2 separate regions of the Anas platyrhynchos genome follow, and region 2 is linked to region 1. The links are chromatin contacts, called in public Hi-C maps. All regions are on one chromosome and are shown on one strand. The core of a region is the stretch at or near the end of the contact, and the rest is flanking DNA. Distances in the headings are between cores, read along the strand shown.

Region 1 (2,702 bases), core at 108-2,607:
CTGACTCCTACTGGTAAAAACAAAGAACTCTGTTGCCTTCTAACTTGTTTCCCATTGCTTATCTGGACACTACAAACTCATGTCTTTTCCCCACTGATCGGTTGTGTTTTGGGTGGTGTCAGTCCTCACGGTTCTCTGCCCATCTCTCTGATCAGGGGCAGGCTTCTGAGCACAGCAAATCCAGGGCTGCCACTGCTTTTGGTGTTCCTGGCCTCCTGGGAGAGAGATGTGGCCAACACTGGCTGCTTGGCCATGGCTTGGGTAGCTCCTGAGTGTGTTACTGTAACCCCTTAGCTTTGGAGAACTGCAGATTCTGGCTTTTCTGATTTTTTTTGGTTTGCATTTTTTTACCATAACCAAAGTACCTTAACCGAAGAACACCACTCTTTTGGCACATAAACATTCCCTCACCTTCCACATTAGAAATAATGTTAACAACAAGTGCTTCTTGTGTCACCGGCTCCATTTATGCCTCTTAAAACAGCCTGCCAGAAGACCCTACGTTATGCATGGAGGGATTAGTCAACTTCTGGAGTATAATTTAACATTAAAGCATCAACATGACAGGTCTTCCATAGCTTCCTCTTGCTACTTATCCAGCCTCCATTTGTTCCTGGGATTTCCTCTCCTGAGAAACAGGCAAGGTCACAACCAAAAAGCCTACACAAGTTGCAAGAGGAACTCCCAAAATGAGCATCACAGATGATCACCTGCTCTAGCAAACAAATTGACGTGTTTAACCAAATTCCATTGACTTTAATAGAACTAAGTATATACTTGAAGTTAACCATGAGCTTAAGTGCTCAGTGGAGCTGGAGTAAATTGCATGTTGCATAACAACTCTGAGGAACGTGAAACTGCTTCTGCATGATGGTGAAAACGCTGCATCCAACAGGCAACGTAGAGGAAAGTTAGTTGAAGATAAAGTCCCTGCACAAGTTATGGAAGGAAAAAAAAAAAGGCAATACAGACCAGAAGCCTCTCTGAGAATTGCTGAGTCAAGCTTTTGAGTTTTTCCAGTGTTCGCCCAGGCACCTGGTGTTTCAAGATCCTTTTAAGCAACGTGACGGACGTACTGTTCTTAGAGTTTGTTACAAGCAGTTCCCCTGCCATGCTGACTAGAACGGGAAGAAAAGCCCTGAGCGGACAGGGAACTGTAGCAAGCTCAGAACTCACCCTTCCTGAAGATGGAAAGGAGGCACAGAAGAGATAAGCTGAACTCTCTCATGCTGGTTGGTGTTCTCCACGGGGGTGTATCAGCAAACAAGAACTGTCTCTGCTACATCTGAGCTGTTGCTCTCGCTGTCCCAAAAGGTTTTTCCAGGGATGGGAGAAGCTGTGGTTTTCCCCTCCTTGGAGGGAATGAGTGGTCCGGCTGCACCAGCTCTGGGTTCAGATATTAATAGTTCTGTGGTCAGTCATGTGAAAAAGGCTGCGGAGGGAATCAGGATGTTATCTTCCAGCTAAGGAACGGGGACTGCAGGCTGGGGCTGCAGACATCCTCTGTGTGTGATGGGACAGAAGGGACCGGCTTTCAGGAAGCCTTTGCAATCTGCAATGAGTAGTAGCAAGACCTTTGTTCTCCTCACTTGAGGCAGTTCAGCAGGGAAGCTGCAGGACAACTGTGCTTAAACCCTTGTGCTTGCTGGCTGTGGTCATCCCTGGGCGTAAAACACCCTGAGCAGGCACAGGGCCTCAGTTATGACCTGTCTGGCAGTGCCACCAGGTACCCTGCTCTGAGCCACGAGTTGTTCCCTTCCTTCTTGTCATCCTGTGTTTGCAATAAGCTGAGCTCCATCTCCTGCCCAGAACCCTTGTGCAAATGCTCTTTGTTAAAAGCTAAACCCAGAAGGGAACTTTCTGTGTGGTTTGCTGATACGTGAGCTCGGGGCTTGTGAAGCCCCAGCTTCAGGTAGTGACCCCGTAATTTTAAGTTGAATCTTGAAGTGTTTATTCCCTGTCCGGGCTTAGCTTGAGGTTTGCTTTTCCGACCAGGGGAAGGGGAGATGCCTTGGTGCCCCTTCTCACCCCAGCAGCTGTGCCTCTGAGGGGCCCTTTTGCCTCTGTCCTGCTTGGGGAAGGGGACAGCATCAGCTGCAGGATTTGGGACAGACAGATGCGGCTGTCCAGCCACTGGAGGGCTCCAAAGGATAAGGTAAGAGGGTGCTGTCTGCAGCTGCTGCAGCCGGCAGGTGGTGCTTTTACTCCAGCACTGATGCAGAAGGCTCCTCTCTGCTGCCTCCCCGCGAGTTCCCTGCTAGCCTGGCGTGCAAATAACCTCCAGAAGGGGGCTTCTTGATCTGGTAGCATGAGGTATGTTTGCTGCTTTGCGAACCCTTTTTGTGCTCTGATCAAAATCAGTTGCTCTCCAAGTGTCTGCAAAGTGAGGGTGACTTATGTTTTCCTGGACTTCCTAATTGTTATTTACTGGGGCTCGGACCCACCACTACGCAGCAGGTGTTGGTGTTGCTTCAAGTGGCTTAGAGCCCTGCTCCATCCCTGTGCACGTCCCCCTGCAGCAGGGGGATCAGGATGCAGTGCTGTCATAAGTGTAGCTTTTTGCAGAGTAACCTGAGGGTGTGAGAGGTGGAAACAGTAAATAAGAGGCCTGCACCCGCATGTCATCTGTTACATGCCTATTCTGCCTTCCCTGTTTTTCTCCTTAGGCTATTTGATTTTTGTCCCTTTGATGTAAGCTTTCT
Region 2 (2,702 bases), core at 145-2,644, 56 kb after region 1:
GGACTGTGCTGAGCCCCCTGCATGGAGGCATCTCAGCCCACCTCCTCCACCAAGGATGGCCACCGCGCAGCCCAGCAGGCTGCACACAGCTGTCTCTTATTCTTTCCCCTTGCAGGAGTCGTGCTGCTAATGAACCTAGTCCTGACAGAGGACCCACAGTCTTGCATAGCCTCCCAGAGCCCCTAATCCCCAATAATTCTGGGTAACACAGACCATCTGCTCATGTATTGTTCCTGCCCGGACAGTAAACCTTTTGAGATCAGGACTTGCTTTGTACTTTATCAGAACAAAACACCCGCAGTGCTTACTGCTCCCCGAAGAATGGTTATACAAGAGCCTTTGCCCGCACATGCAGGAGCCAAGTCCCCACTGCCAGCCCACACGTGGCTGAGGAGATGGCTGCTGATCTAAAGCACTTACAAATGAGACCAAACTCCCAGCCCTGACGTGTGATTCTGGGCACCGCCGCCAGGAACATGATGCTAATGACATAACTGATTAAGTGTAAAAGACATCTTCTTGCCTGTGCTGAATTGTGTGCAGCCATGGTAATGGCAAGAGCATGCAGTGAGATTCCTTTCGTGAGAATAGAGTAATTTGGGCTAAAAGGACAGAAGTTGGCAGTGAGATTGAGCCATGCCTCCCCAGAAGCTGAAACAGCCCCTCGCCTTGTGCCCCAGCCCTATTAGTGCTAGTGGTGACATAGCTGCTCCAGCTCACTCCTTGAGAGCCCCAAACACATCCCCATGCTTACTTTTCATCCACTCTCCATATTCTTTCATTTCTCCCGTGAGATACTTGAAGACTCGGTGGATTTGCTTTCCGTTCTTCCCCAGCAGGTCCTGGGTTCGTGGCTTCTGCTCTGCGTACAAATTCCTCTCGCCTGGACTCCCAGTCACTACAATTTCTCCGAGCTCCATCTCCTTTGGGTGGTGAAAAGAAGGAACTGTAAATCAAAAAGTTTGAGTGTTAAAAAACCCCTTGGGTTGTGCTCTGGCAACTTTCTGCTGTAGGTTAGAGCCCCTTGGCGATATCCTTTTTTCAAAGATGGGACATTTCATGGAAGACACCTGCCTGAACCCATGCTGGGAGCAGCATGAGCTGCCACCTGGCACAGCGGGTACCTGCTGTGGTTGTCTTCTCCTGGGGATGAGGACCAGGAAATGACCCAGTGCTGCCGTGGAGCTGTGGCACAGAGTTGTGAGGTGGCAGAGTGGATATGGAGCATCTCACCCTGATATGTGACAGGTTGGACAGTGGACATGGTGCCCGAAAAGTTACCAAGCAGTGCCTGCCTGCTGGCCAGAGCTGCCTGACCTGCTGGAGGGAAGCAACATGAGTTGCCAGTGAGGTAGCAGGCAGCAGGAGACAAGAAAATAAATACAGTGCCTGAGCTCCTCCTGGTGTTTTGATTTGGAACTGTTGCACGGCACGGCAAATATACAGCCTTGCCATGCTCCCCATCCCACATCTGCCTTTGATAGACCACCACGAGCAAACTGGGGCAGCATCAAAGAGTTATGCAGAAATTGGTGTCCAGCGTGGCTCTGCACAAAGACAAGCATCAAAGCTCCGGGCTGTAGGCTCTTTAATTAGCCGGTGAGCATCCAGGCGAGATTATGTGTTTATTAAACTCCCAAATAACATTTGCAGGGCTCTGTTCATTAAAAAGGCCGTTCAGATATAAACGCTTAAGAGAAAATACACCGCGCCCCACTGAGCTACACTGCAGGTGACACCTTCCTAGCTGTGTTTGTGGGTTTCGAGGGGTTCACCGAGAGCCTTCCCCGCGTTTTGTGGAATACGGGCACCACCTTCTGGTGGGATATGTTTTTTTTTTTTGGGAGCTCAGGCAGGCTAGTGCGCAAAGAAAGCAGGCTGGGAGGGATGCCTGGCTGAGGGGCGGCTGTTTTTTCTGGGAGATGGGAAAAGGCTCCGTGGCTCTGCATGCCCTGGGAAGAAAATCCTTGACCACCAGAAGGCGTTTTCCCTTCACCCCGGGCATCACGATGCTAAATGCAGCTCTGGAAACGTCAGGCAGTGCTTGCTGCCTTGTGCTTTGGCTCTCTCTGCCGGCAGCTCGTCCCTACCGCACACGGCTCTTCGCAGTGCCCTTCGAGCACCACCAGCACCGGCTGGGGCCGGGCGCGCTGGGCAGGCGGTGTAGCTACCTGTAGCCGTCAAAGCTGAGCCTAACAGCACTGCTTGCTTGATCCTGAGGGTGAGGAGGATTGTAGAAAGGTATTTGGAGCATCTCTTCGGATCGCCAAGTCACAGGGATGTGTCGCTAAAGCAAGGGTAGTGGCCCTTTTCACAGAATCACAGAATCACAGAATCTCTAGGTTGGAAGAGACCTCAAGATCATCGAGTCCAACCTCTGACCTAACACTAACAGTCCCCACTAAACCATATCCCTAAGTTCTACATCTAAACGTCTTTTGAAGACTTCCAGGGATGGTGACTCAACCACCTCCCTGGGCAGCCTGTTCCAATGTCTAACAACCCTTTCAGTAAAGAAATTCTTCCTAACATCTAACCTAAAACTCCCCTGGCGCAACTTTAGCCCATTCCCCCTCGTCCTGTCACCAGGCACATGGGAGAACAGGCCAACCCCCATCTCGCTAGAGCCTCCTTTAATATACTTATACAGAGTGATAAGGTCACCCCTGAGCCTCCTTTTCTCTAGGCTGAACAAGCCCAGC

Evidence for each region. A called contact is a pair of places that touch in the nucleus more often than the background predicts.
Region 2: a Hi-C map of F1 follicle shows a contact between it and region 1, with 2.7 times the contacts expected there. The contact joins the enhancer-like site here to the promoter of SIGLEC15 in region 1. A contact is called at or near these places in 7 of 8 Hi-C or Micro-C datasets (F1 follicle, F5 follicle, liver and 3 more).

Annotation. Positions count from the first base shown.
Region 1 is chrZ:3,528,126-3,530,827 of IASCAAS_PekinDuck_T2T, forward strand. SIGLEC15 (sialic acid binding Ig like lectin 15) reads right to left here and starts at 1,358. Exons shown (of 4, transcript XM_038170556.2): 1 at 1,177-1,358. The coding sequence starts at 1,228.
Region 2 is chrZ:3,583,942-3,586,643 of IASCAAS_PekinDuck_T2T, forward strand. It overlaps LOC101796621 (urea transporter 2), which reads right to left. Exons shown (of 21, transcript XM_038170394.2): 5 at 755-946. Among named protein-coding and RNA genes, the nearest start is that of SIGLEC15, 56 kb to the left of the region's middle. Within about 2 kb of position 1,395, at least 1 of the 8 cell types and tissues checked has an H3K27ac peak or open chromatin away from gene starts, as enhancers often do. A contact at or near this core is called in F1 follicle, where this site is marked.